Regions from separate parts of the Mus musculus genome. Here region 1 is linked to region 2. Evidence: chromatin contacts called from public promoter capture Hi-C data. All regions are on one chromosome and are shown on one strand. The core of a region is the stretch at or near the end of the contact, and the rest is flanking DNA. Distances in the headings are between cores, read along the strand shown.

What was found. Promoter capture Hi-C pulls out the DNA fragments that hold promoters and counts their contacts.
Region 1: a contact with region 2 is called in a promoter capture Hi-C map of liver, with 5 times the contacts expected there. The contact joins the promoter of Urb2 here to the promoter of Rnf166 in region 2. A contact is called at or near these places in 2 of 39 promoter capture datasets (embryonic stem cells and liver).

The regions. Positions count from the first base shown.
Region 1 is chr8:124,017,554-124,023,667 of GRCm38.p6, reverse strand. It overlaps Urb2 (URB2 ribosome biogenesis 2 homolog (S. cerevisiae)), which reads right to left and starts at 2,171. Exons shown (of 10, transcript NM_001368414.1): 1 at 2,142-2,171; 2 at 70-208. The coding sequence starts at 195. Taf5l (TATA-box binding protein associated factor 5 like) reads left to right here and starts at 2,271. Exons shown (of 5, transcript NM_133966.3): 1 at 2,271-2,479. Mir1967 (microRNA 1967) reads right to left here and starts at 1,027; the gene lies at 946-1,027.
Region 2 is chr8:122,473,597-122,479,490 of GRCm38.p6, reverse strand. Rnf166 (ring finger protein 166) reads left to right here and starts at 3,417. Exons shown (of 6, transcript NM_001033142.3): 1 at 3,417-3,628. The coding sequence starts at 3,474. It overlaps Ctu2 (cytosolic thiouridylase subunit 2), which reads right to left and starts at 3,348. Exons shown (of 15, transcript NM_153775.2): 1 at 3,196-3,348; 2 at 2,902-2,976; 3 at 2,507-2,585; 4 at 2,255-2,314; 5 at 1,246-1,306; 6 at 705-814; 7 at 297-598; 8 at 79-214. The coding sequence starts at 3,263.

The DNA of each region.
Region 1 (6,114 bases), core at 922-3,421, 1.5 Mb before region 2:
TGTTAATATCCAAGCTGTACATGAAATTATTTTAGATCATAAAACGTACAAGTTCTACGTTAAACTTACTTGTTCTTTATTTGGTAGAAAGCACTGATGGGAAATCCAAGCAAAGTGAGCTAATTTTAGTTTATCTTCCCAGGAAGTTGTCTTGCTTTTAAGTTTAAAGGAAATACCAGAATAAACAGCAGCCATTGCTACACGTCTTCTACAATTAAAAAAGGAAAATAGTATTATAATAAGGCCTAACTGAACAGACACCAGAAAATGGACAGTATCTTTTAAAAAGAAAATTTTTTATGTATATGTGCCTGAGTATATGCACTCAGGAGTCCAAGAAGGTCAAAGAGGGCATTAGAGTCTTGGAGACTAGAGTACAGATAGTCATGAGTTAGGCGCCATGGAGGTACTGGGAACTGAGCCCAGGTCCTCTCTGAGAGCAGCTGTACTCCTAACTTTGAGCCACCTCTCCAACCCCTCCCTATATACCTTATTGGGTACAATTAGGAAGCAGAGGCCAGCCTAGGATACATGGTAAGATGTTGTGTCAAATATATAGTTAATTTGAAACTGGCTTTCATCAAAAGCAGGTAGACAATAGATTATAAGTACTCCTGCTGTGATCACACTTAGAGAATACAGGAATTCAATAAGGAGAAATCAAAGTGTGTAAATCACTCACAGGATGACAGTCACCATTCATGATTTAAGATCGAAAGAGATGGTTTAGCACAGCTTCAAAACTGTGTTGTGTAACAGGAGTAGCACTATTAAATAAGCAAAAAAGCAAGCAATACAGTACTTGAAGAAAATAATGCTTCTTGAAGTGAAAAAGAAATTAGGTGATGTGGCTGAGGAAACGGCTCAGCAGTAAAGAACACTTGTGACTCCTGTAGAGAGCCCGAGTCCAGTTCCTAGCACCCACAACGATCTGTAAGTCAATTTCCAGGGAATTCTGCATCTTCTCCCCAGGATCCTCATGAATGTCAGACAAAAGGAGCAAAGAGAGAAAGAAACAGAATTCAGGCATTAATTTCAATAAAAATGCTCTTACTTCTACTGTAACAGTAACTCGTCACACACAGCTACAGTAGACAAAAACCATATACAATCTTTAAAATCCCAAGTAACAAAGGAAAGGATACATTAACAACCTACACTTGCTATGAAACCCAGCTAAACCTTTTGAGTTTTTAAAAGTCATAAAGTTTGTTTCCATTATGGTAAACAACTTAGCTTAAACCCTGACAGAACATTCACCACGCTGCTGTGTTGAGGCAAGAGACTGTGCACTTTGGAAAGCTTACTACAGGCCTTCAGAACTGAGAGGCCTCCCTTCCTGTCCTCGCCCTCTGACTACCTCGGGAAGGGTTTAGGGCAGGGTTTTTCCACCTGCGGGTCACACGCCCACAAGATTGCAAACCAGGTATTTATTCACATTATGCTTCCAACAGTAGGAAAATTGCAATTATAATATAGCAACAAAATAACTTCATGGCGGGGGGGGGGGGGGCGTGTCACCACAACATGAACAAAGGGTTGCAGGATTAGGAAGGTTGAGAATCAATGTTCTAGGGGGCTGGAAAGATGACTCCGTGGTTAGGATTACTTACTGCTGTTCCAGAGAACCCAGGTTCGAGTCCCAATATCCCACATCTTGGCTCACAACCACCACTCCAGTTCTAGAGGAACGCCCCTCTTTTATCCTCTGCGGGTGTACATAAAACACCCATACAAATAAAAAGTTTGGTTTTGGTGGTGGTGGTGGTGGTGGTGGTGGTGGTGGTGGTGGTGGTGGAGGAGGAGGAGGAGGAGGAGGTGGTGGTTCTAGTTTATCATGATACCTTCAAATCCTACTACCTGGATCGGGGCTCCCTCGAGTCCGAGCTCCGTGTAGGAGATCGGGGTGCTCTCTAACGTGGGTCTCCCTCAGATCAAGGTTCTCTCAAGTGGAGCTCCTTCAGTTCGGGGTAAAGCAGTTCAGAACCTCAAGCAGGGTTCCATAGCGGGAACTCCCTCGGGCAGAGGCTCCTCCGATCCCGGCTCTCCAGCCGGTTCCCTCCTGTTAGGACTGGTGTCCGCATCCGCCAAACTGGCGCCTCGGCGCAGAGGAAACCCAAACTCTCCAACCGTCCGCTCACCTGGGACCTCCACGGCGGCGAGCCACATGTGAGGGAGGCGCTTCCGGCAGACGTTGACGCCAACGGCTCGGGGCGGGGAGGGGCGTCACGCAGACATCGCTAGAGGAGCGCCGAGCGCGCCCTGGCCGCGGCGGCGTCGCGCGTCCGCGGCCTAGCCCGGCGTGCCCGCTCCGTCAGGCGGTCATGGGGCGGCCACCGAGAACCGCGAGCGCGGGAGGACGTAGGGCGCGGGGACCCGGCTAGCCGGTCGTCGTACGGAGTCCTACGGCGGGCAACCGATACGGAAGCAGCCGGTGCCGGGGCGGCGGCGGGGCAGCGGGAGCCGCCTGGGATGTTCAGTGAGTGCGGGCGGGGCGCGGGACAGGGCGGGGGGGGGGAGGGGACGCGGGGGAGGGGCCTCGGGCGGGAGAGCGCGCGCGCGCGCGCCCGCCCCTGCGCAGTCCCGGCCCTGCTCGCGCGCGCGCGGGTCCGAGCGACCCCGCACGTGGCGGCCCCGGCTGCACGCGCCCGGAGACCCCGCGGCCCCGCCGGGCGCCCTCGCGCGGAGCCAACTGCGAGCTCACGAGGGCGCTCGGCGGAAGTGGGCAGCGGACGGAGGGCTCGCGGCTGCCGCGGGGAGACGCGGCCCCGCGGACCTCGCAGGCGCTGTGGCTCCGGCGTCGAGAGGTGAGTTTTCCCCTTCGCCGGGACCGGCAGGTGGAGGATAGCCTCGGGGCTCTGCCGGGAGTCCCGTCCAGTCCGACCCGCCCTATTAGAAAGTGAAGTAGGAAGGGAGTCTGCCTTTCTCCAGGTTACAGACTTTTTGGCTGTAACCTGGGGCTGAGTGTCACGGATGGAGTTGGTGACCGCAGAGACTTAGAGTTGCAAGCCGTGTAGCAGGCGAGCTTGCTGCCTCGGTTTCTTCTCCTGTAAAATGGGAGGGTAATTTAAGCCCAGACTCTGCTGGTAGTGGTGGCGCACTCCGTAATCCCCACACTCTGTAGGCTGAGGCAGAAAGATTGCTGCGAATTGTTGGCCATCCTGGTGTACGAAGTGAGTTCTGCACCAGTCTAAACCACAGAGTGAGACTTGGTCTAAATACACGTGCATACACACACACATACACATATGAGAGCCTTGTTTTATGAACTATAAAGCGAATATTAAATCAGAAAACCCAAAATGTCAGTTTGTGCCTTCAGTATTTGCCATCAGTAATAAATAAATTTGGTTCGTGTGTTTTGGGACAGTCTTCCAACTGTGAGATTTGTGTGTACTTCTGTCACTGAAGAGAGGCAAAAACCTCTTCTGACTACTTAGTAACTGGTTATTCTTTTTGTTACTCTGTCACAATCTATGAACAACATCTGGGGACAAAAGAAGGGGCTTTGCTTCTTTTCTGACTTGTTTTAGCTTGACCTTGTGTGACGCCAGCGCTGCTCATTGAACACTACTTGAAGTCACGGTTCCAGCCTTCCACGTAGCCAATCAGCATGTTAGCTGATTAACTTGCAGGCTCTCGTTGACATAAGCATCAGTGAGCGGTTGGCCCAGTGCTCCCCTGCAGTCCCGTATGGGATCAGTGGAGCATAGGGTGCAGGCTCAGACACTGTCCACGAGACTGCGTTCCCTCCCATTCAGGAACTGCGTGACTTTGGGCAAGTTGTCTGATAACTACAGGCTTCAGCGTCCCACCTGAAGCGTTTACCTGCCTAATAGAGTAAAAGCAGATAGTCTGTGGGAAGTACTTAAGATGGCGTCTTACTCAGCAGCGGAATGTTAAGTAAACATTAGGTATCAATGGTAGTGTAGGACTGGGATGGTGTTCCAGGCTCTGGGAGTAGAAGGGCAAAGACCAGGAAGCCATTTGAGGAAGAGATAGCCAGACAGAGAGAGCATCAAGGTTTGTTCACACCAGGTGAGCATTTGTAAGGGTGCCTCCTTAGGAGAGGGCTTGGCCAAAGCCTGCTAAAAGGTGAGGGAGCCTCAGTAAAGTGAAAATGGAAGTGGGTAAGCAGCATTCCAGCGAAACCTCGAAACCTCGAAACGACATGATGGGTTTTTTCACTGGGTTTCCTCCAGTGAAAGCAGTGAGTTTTAAACTGATGCATCACATTGGCTTTTTGGGAGGAAGGCCTGGAATGGAGTGGGGCTGGGTCGCAGTAGAGAGGCATCCCTGCTTCTGTACAGCTTCTAGCTTAGTACAGAAATTTTTAATCTGAATTTCAAAGCTAAGAGAACATTAAAACAAAACATGAAGGTACAGGTCGTTCTAGACAGTATTTCCTAAAAACCATGTTTTGGTGTGTGTCATGTACCAGGTTACAAAGCAGGTTTCTCTGAGAAGTCTCTCTGTGATTGGAGAATGTTATCCCATGTTGTGGTCTCTGCTCCAAGGCAGCCTTAGTTGTTGCTCCAACACCAAGATGGTCTTCAAGAGGGCATGCCAGGCTGGAGCAAGCCACTGGTGCTGGGTTGGAGCTTTTATTCAGTCTCACCAAATCAGTTATATAAACAAAACAACAAGAATTAATGTTCACTGAGGAGTACTGGGATCATGTCTCAGAGAACACTGTACAGATCGCACATAAAATACAAACTAATGTGGAAATGGAGGCTTGTTCTTGTTGACCTACTGCAACCGGCCATGACAAGGGGATGGAGATGGAAAGTTCAAGGTCAGGCTGGCTAGGAACAGAATTTAGGTTATCATGGACTACATAGCAAAAACTCTGACTGGGGGGAAAAACAACAAAAAAATACTGTAAGGGGTGAATGAAAATGAGCTCATCAATAGCTTGGACTGAGACTTGCAGCAGAGAGAGTAGATCGGGATTTGGAAAGGATGAAGTGCTGTGAGGACTGAGGGTAGCTTGGTGGTAGAGAGCTCGCCTGCATGGGAAGAAGGCCTTAGGCTTAATCCCTGTTGCCCACCCCCACTTCCACCTCTCTCCAAAAAACCTGTGTTGTCTGTGGTGACCTAGTAGGAAGACAAAATGCTTTGGAAAGTCAGTTATATGTCCATTTGGACTTCTTTTGATCCATGGTCTCCTGTTATCCACGGCTGGCCTGGGACTTACATGCAACTTTCCTGTCTGGTCTCCTAAGTGCTCGGGTTAAAAATGTGCCACAATACCCAGACCAAAAAATAGAATTTGATAATCTATAGTGGTTTAATGGACACTGGTTTTAAGATGTGTATAAATAGTTGGAGCACAATTGTACCACATTTGGTATTTATACTGCTATGCATGTCAGTGAACTTTTATATACGTAGTGTTTTGAATGGTGATGGCCCCCATAGACTAACTTGTGGTTTGTGAGTGTTTTTTTGTTATGTTGTTTACATTGCCTTGGCTGTACTGGGGCTCAACTATGTACACCAGGGTTGCCCGGCTCCTGGTGTGTGAAAGTGTGCATCGCAAGATGAACCATACCCAGCCAGCATGGCGCTTATGTTTGGTCCCTTGATGAAATTGTTTGGGAAAGGATTAGGAAATGTTGCCTTTTTGGAGAAAATGTATCACTGAGGTGTTTAAGGCTTTGAGGTTTCAAAAGTCCATGCCAGGTCTAATCTCTCATCCTCCAAAATGTGGATAAGCTGTAGCTTTCAGCTACTGCTCCAGTGCCATGCCTTGCTTGTCTGCTCCTCACCGTGATACTCATGGACTTACCCTCTGAAATAGTAAGCAAGCCCCCAATGAAGTGCTTGCTTTTGTCTGGTGATGGTGGTGACACTGGCAGCAATGACAGTGGTGCCCACCTTTAATCCCAGCACTCAGGAAGCAGAGGCAGGTGAATCTGTGAGTTCAAGGCCGGCCTGGTCTACAAAGAAAATTCCAGCACAGCCAGGGCTACACAGAGAAACCCTATTTCAACACATCCCTCCTCCCTACAAATACTTTTATAAGTTGCCTTGGTGATGGTTTCTCTTCATTAGCAATAGAAAAGTAACCAAGAAAATATAGACCCTCTTCTCTCCTGTGCTATGAAA
Region 2 (5,894 bases), core at 2,168-4,667:
CCAGGATAACCCAAAGGTGCCTTCAAATGGAGGAGGCCAAAGAGTCAAAGGACAGCCTGGCCTCTAGACCCTGCATACCGTGTCCCAGGCGAGGAAGGCGCCTCTCCCCAGGGCCAGGTTGGTCATAAGCTTGATGGCCAGGCGGGTGCAGGTCTCCCCTGTCATTACCTTGCAATAGCCATGGACTCGGGCTATGTGCACAATCAGATGGGTCCTGGGATGGGGAGAATCATGGGAGCTGGAGCCGGAGCCCCTCCCACAAGCCAGGCAGGGCTGGCCTGAGGCAGTGTGCTCACCTCAGGGTCTGCAGAAGCTCCTCTTTGGCTGTCAGTGTCTTTATGGAGCTGAACAACCTAGACAAGGCCTCTGTCTGAGCAGCTGTGGGGTACCCGGCCGTGCCTGAGGGTTCCCGGCCGTGGGATGGATGCAGCCGAGCCTCTCCCTGAGCTGGGCTGGCACCGGCCTCAGCTCCCAGCACACGCTGCTGCTGCTGCTGCTGCTGCTGCAGGAAGCGGTCCACGGCAGCCTTGTAGGCCTCCTCTGTCCCTGCTGACTCCTGGGAAGTGCAGCATAGCACTGATGGGGGCAAGCTGAACACCTTGAAAGATGAAAGAAGGGACACTGAGTCCAAGGTCCATGGAGCCTGATGGGTATTCTCCCTCCAAGGCCACCACAGGACCCTTTACAGGGGCAGACCCACCTACCTCTTCTAAGGCAACCACATGCCATGGGAAACCAGTGTTCTCCAGGATCCGCTTCACCTCAGCCACCGTCTTCTGTCTGTCCTCCAAGCTCTGACCACAGGCTGCGCCCTCTGTGAAACCCAGGGGGACACATGTAGGTTTTACAGAGGAAGAGCCTGATGGGACAGGCTGGGGGGGGGGCATCAGTGTCACATACAAAAGTCCCACCAGGTCTGTTCTGTAAGAGCAGGACTGGCCTTTTCTTTGGGGTGCTTTCAGACAGGCTCCCCTTTTCTTTGGGGTGCTTTCAGACAGGCTCCCCTTTTCTTTGGGGTGCTTTCAGACAGGCTCCCCTTTTCTTTGGGGTGCTTTCAGACAGGCTCCCCTCACAGCTAAAGAAACTGGCTAGTCTTTCTGTCCCAAAGACAGCTCTAAGCTCACCTTCTTCAACCATGGGCCCTTCGATACAATTGGAAGGCACCTCTGTCCCCAGTCTGTCCCCTGGAAAGCCTGTGGGGCTCATGCATGGCTGGGGACTAGGAAGAGGAGTGACCACACATACCATCAACATAGATGACTCCTGGCACAAAGCGCAGCCGTTTCGCAGAATCCTGACTCAGGCCCTAGAAGGGAAGTGTCAGGACTCAGCTCTGGCCAAAAGCACTTCTCTGGAAGTATGCTCCAGTCAGTGGACCAAACTGCCTAGGCCTTCCTCCTCACAGGGGTGTGTGGGGCCAAGTCTTCCCTCCTGCATGAGGGCATGTCCTATCTGAATCAGAAACTTCAGAACTCTCCCCAACCCCCAGCCTGTCTCTGACACCTAAGCAACCTGAGACAGCGGCTGAGCCATGGGGAACGCTTTTACCATCTGCTGGGTTCCCCAGAATCCCCAGAAAGTGTTTTGAAATGTAAGAACTGAGGTGACAATACGTGGAGAGCAGGGGCGGAGTCTCCCATGAGAAGCGGTATCAGACACTGACGGCTTCACAGTGAGCTCTCACCTTCACATGTGTAGGTCTGGGGGACCAGCAGGTGACACAAAAGCCACTCAAGTACGACACAGGTCATTCACACTGGAGCAGCACCGCCACTGAGACCTCCCCTACCAAGACAGCCTCTACACTGGCCCCTCTAGCTGGTACCCTACAGTGAGAGAGCATGTAGTTCCCTGCTCTGCATGGGGTCCCTCAAGGAAACCCTGTATACCTCTGCAGGTTCAGACACTCTTAGCTTGAGTCCCGTTCCATCTGCCCCACTCCCTTCTACCTATGCTGCTTCTCCCGTTGTTTTTGGCAAATGCTTCTCTCTGCTCTTTGTCATGATTGGCCAATCTTTGAAACTGTGTCCTAACAAATAAAGCTCAATAGGGATGTAGCCTGGGACCCTGTGTAGGGCATGTGTCTGGACTGCACACCTGCTGAATATATATGGGACATCCTAAAGGTGTCCCAGTTGGGGTGGGGTGGGGTACTGTCTAGTGTTAACCAAAAACTTCCATAGTATAGGCTGAGGAAGGAGGCCCCTGCTAATTCAATCCAGAAGCTTACGCCCAGAAGATGGTGTAGATGTACCTCAAGCACTTGCCAGACCATGGAGCTGGACGAAGGGCCCCCAGACCAGGACAGGAGCACCTGGGGGTGGGAAGGGCAGCATCAGCACGGAGGCATGCATCCGCAATATGAGCATGTCTTGTCCACTTCTTGGACAGCCCCAGACACCAAGTCTACCCTCAATGTCCAGGGACAGTAGGCCAGCTGAAGAAACGAACATAAACGGAAGACAGCAGGGCTGACAGCCGAGCGCCCAGGCACCACACATCGTACCTTCTCCCCAGGAAAGATGACCCGGTTCTTCCCAAGCATGGCTCTGAATTTGTGAACGTAGAATGCCTTGAAACAAACCCTGTAACACAGAAGCAAAGGGAGGCTGGCTGCACCTGCGCAGGAGACTGTGGGATTTTGTTTGACAGGGTCATCTCTGCAGCCCAAGCTGGCCTCAGATCGGAGGTAATTCTCCTGTCATGGACTCTGAAGTGTTGAATTGACGGGTGTGCCTAGTTTAGATGACAAGGGTCGTCACCAGTGGTTCCCACCACTATTTACGGTTAGGGCTAAGCACTTACAAGTTACCGCGCCTTTACAAGAAAACAAGCAAGCCTGGAAAAGGGGCGTGCGGGGGTGGGGGTGGGGTGGGGTGGGGACGGCTGCCCAGATCTCACCTGCAGAAGGCATCTCCCGCTCGTATCACCACCACCGGCAGGCCTTCTGCGCACTTCACACATTTCTGCTCCCGGCTTTGAGAGAACAAGAACATATGTGGCAGAATTCTCGCACCATGGCGGGCTTGGGGGAGTCAGGGTCGCGCTTCCCGGCCCGAGCTGGCGGAGGAAGCGCCAGGCTCACGCGCCAGGGCCTAGGTTTAGTTCTAGCCGCCGACTCACAGCAGTCCCGGAATTCCGGTTGGTGGGGAACCGAAGGGGACTGTCCCCGGCCTGGTGGTAGAAGGTTCTTACCTTGGCCGCGGCACGGGCGGAGGCTCCCGCCGCGCCGGCCCCGCGTAATCCTCACCGGCCTGACACATGGAGGGGTGGGTCCCGACTGCGGAGTGGCGTGAGGAGCCGGCGCGCTGAGATGCCGGCGCGCTGAGATGCCGTCACCGCCGAGCGGGCGCTGTCGTGACGCAACCCGGGGAGGTGGGGCCTGGGCGGTGACGCCAGCGCGGCGCCGTCGCGGCAGTGACGCCGGGTCTGCCGGCCTGGATAGGGGGCGGCGGCGGCGGCCTGCCCCGGGGATGGCGATGTTCCGCAGCCTGGTGGCCTCGGCGCAGCAGCGGCAGCCGCCGGCTGGGCCCGCGGGCGGCGACAGCGGCCTGGAGGCGCAGTTCAGCTGTCCCATCTGCCTGGAGGTGTACCATCGGCCAGTGGCCATCGGCAGCTGCGGCCACACGTGAGAGCGCGCGCCGGGAGCCCGCGGGAGGGGGGTCCGGGCCGGGGTCGTGGCTGGCGGCCGAAAGGAGACGTGGGGAAAGCAGCCCCTGCCCGCCGGCCGCGCGCGCGCCCTGCACCCGCCCCGGCCCCGCGCGTTGCCAACGGCCGCCGGCTGCTTCGAGGGCGGTGGACGCGGCCGCTGCGCCGAGCGCGGGGGTCCGGGCTTGCAGAGATCGGGTGAGCGGGCCGTTGTAAATAAACGACTTGTGGCTTCTGCAACCCACTCTGTTCCACCCCATGTCTACTCGTGTTGACTGTCAAGGAAATGAGTTTCCCTAAAGTTAGGAGAGGGACGCGTTTGGAGCCTGGTGTTTTGTTTTGAAGGACTTGGCCTATTCTGAACAGGAAGCTTCCAGGTAGCGGGGCCTAAAGGGACCCAGACATCAAGCACTTCGTTAGGTGCCCAGCTGAGCCAAGACACCCCCCACCCCCAATCTAGCGGCTCCTCCTCCCGTGTTTCAGGAGCAGAAACTTGAGGATGTGACTCTGCGCGGGAGGGAGCGGTGCTCAGGGCCTTCACAACCCCAGCCTGGTTGGGAGGGAGCCAAGATAGAACGTCTGCTCCATGACCTCCCCACAGTACAGCTCTTGAGATTAGCCGATAGAGAACGGGCAGGAGGAGGACTTGTCAGCAGACAGCCCCTCTGCTTGGGGCAGGACAAGGTGCACCCAGATTGGTGGGAGGCATTTTGCAAACAGAGGCAGCTGATTTTGGAGGCTCTAATGCAGAGGGAACTGGAGCCGCTTGGGTAGGCGTGTGCCTGCGAGTCATACAGGGAGGTGGCAGAGACCTTGTCTCCATCCAGGGCTGCCTTGACTTTCCCTGCCCCCTGTGTCAGGCTGAACCGAAGACTGGATCCCTCTGGAGAGCTCTGCTAGGTTGTCTTGGAAGAGCACAGCTAGCTCCTGCTCAGCCTAATGCTCCTGTGATATTCTAGCAGGAAGCCTTGGATCAGGACCCATTTTTTTGTATGCACGCACAAGTGGGTGTTTTACGGTGTGTTCTGTGAAGTGTTGTCTTTTTTTTTTTTTTTTTTTTTTTACAATCCCTTCACTCGGTGCACACAGGCCACTGCTGCATTCTTCAGTTTGCTACTATTCACCAATCAGTATGTGTTGTCCTCTTAGAAAGGTAGAACACGGGATTGAAAAGCACCTTTAAACCTGTAAACCTGTTCCCATTGCTCCCTCTGCAGGCTTTTATCTGGACAGCGTCACCTTGGGAAGGTGGCCCTGCTTTCTTTGCCAGTTCCGTTTCCCCAGCTGTTCAGTCCTACCTTTAATTCGCAGTGTCTGTTGGGTGTAGCCCTTGTTTAAAATAAGTGTGAGGGTTAAGTTTTCACATCACCTTTTAAAATGTCACTGATCCCTCTGTCTTCACCTCCTGACCAGAAGCTGTTTCCTTCTTGAGGTTTTTTGTGAGTAGAACCCTCCCTACAGAGTTGCTGCACTGCTACCCGGACAAGAGAAGGAGAGGAAGTGGGGAGACTTTGTGGCTGCAGATACAGGCAGGAGGCCTGCCAGTGGCGCCACTGTGGAGGTGTGCTCCAGGAACTATCCCAAGGCCACTGTAGAGGTGTGCTCCAGGCTGTATCCCAAGGCCACAGAGGAGCAGTCTTGAGACTTCACAAAGCAACTTTGCCTGAGGGAACTGGCTGCCTTGAGGGTGGAAGAACACAGGAAGGGGCAATGCAATGGGTGTTCTCTCCCACATTCACGCCCTCAGTTGTGTCACATGGTGGAGAAGCTGCCCTACACCAGCCTCTGTAGATGCAGGCAGGAACTCTCTGTGGGAGAAGTGTGGTCTGGAAACTAGGCCAAGAGCCCCACGTTTCGTTCTACTTCCTCTTGGGGAGAGTCACCGCGTAGACTTGAGACCTCCTCGCCTTCTTAGAGAAGGAGTGCCTTCCTCTGGCCACGCCAGCATCTTTGAAGGCCTGCTCTTCTGGGACCATTTTCCTTTTTCCCAGTGTGGCCTTGCTCTCCCTGTGGGTTTCTCTGAGGTAGAATATAGGGCTGCATGGTTTGTTCATTCAGATCAGGCATGGTGGCTCCTACCTATAAATTGGTAGCACTCCTAGTATTTGGAAGACTGAGGTAAGACAGGAATGAGTTCAAAGCCTGGCACAGGCCACAAAGTGAAGTCTTTTTGTTAAAGTTTTTAGGGTTTTTATTTTTTGTTTTATGGGTGTTTTGCTTGCATGTATGTCTGTATCATGCATGCA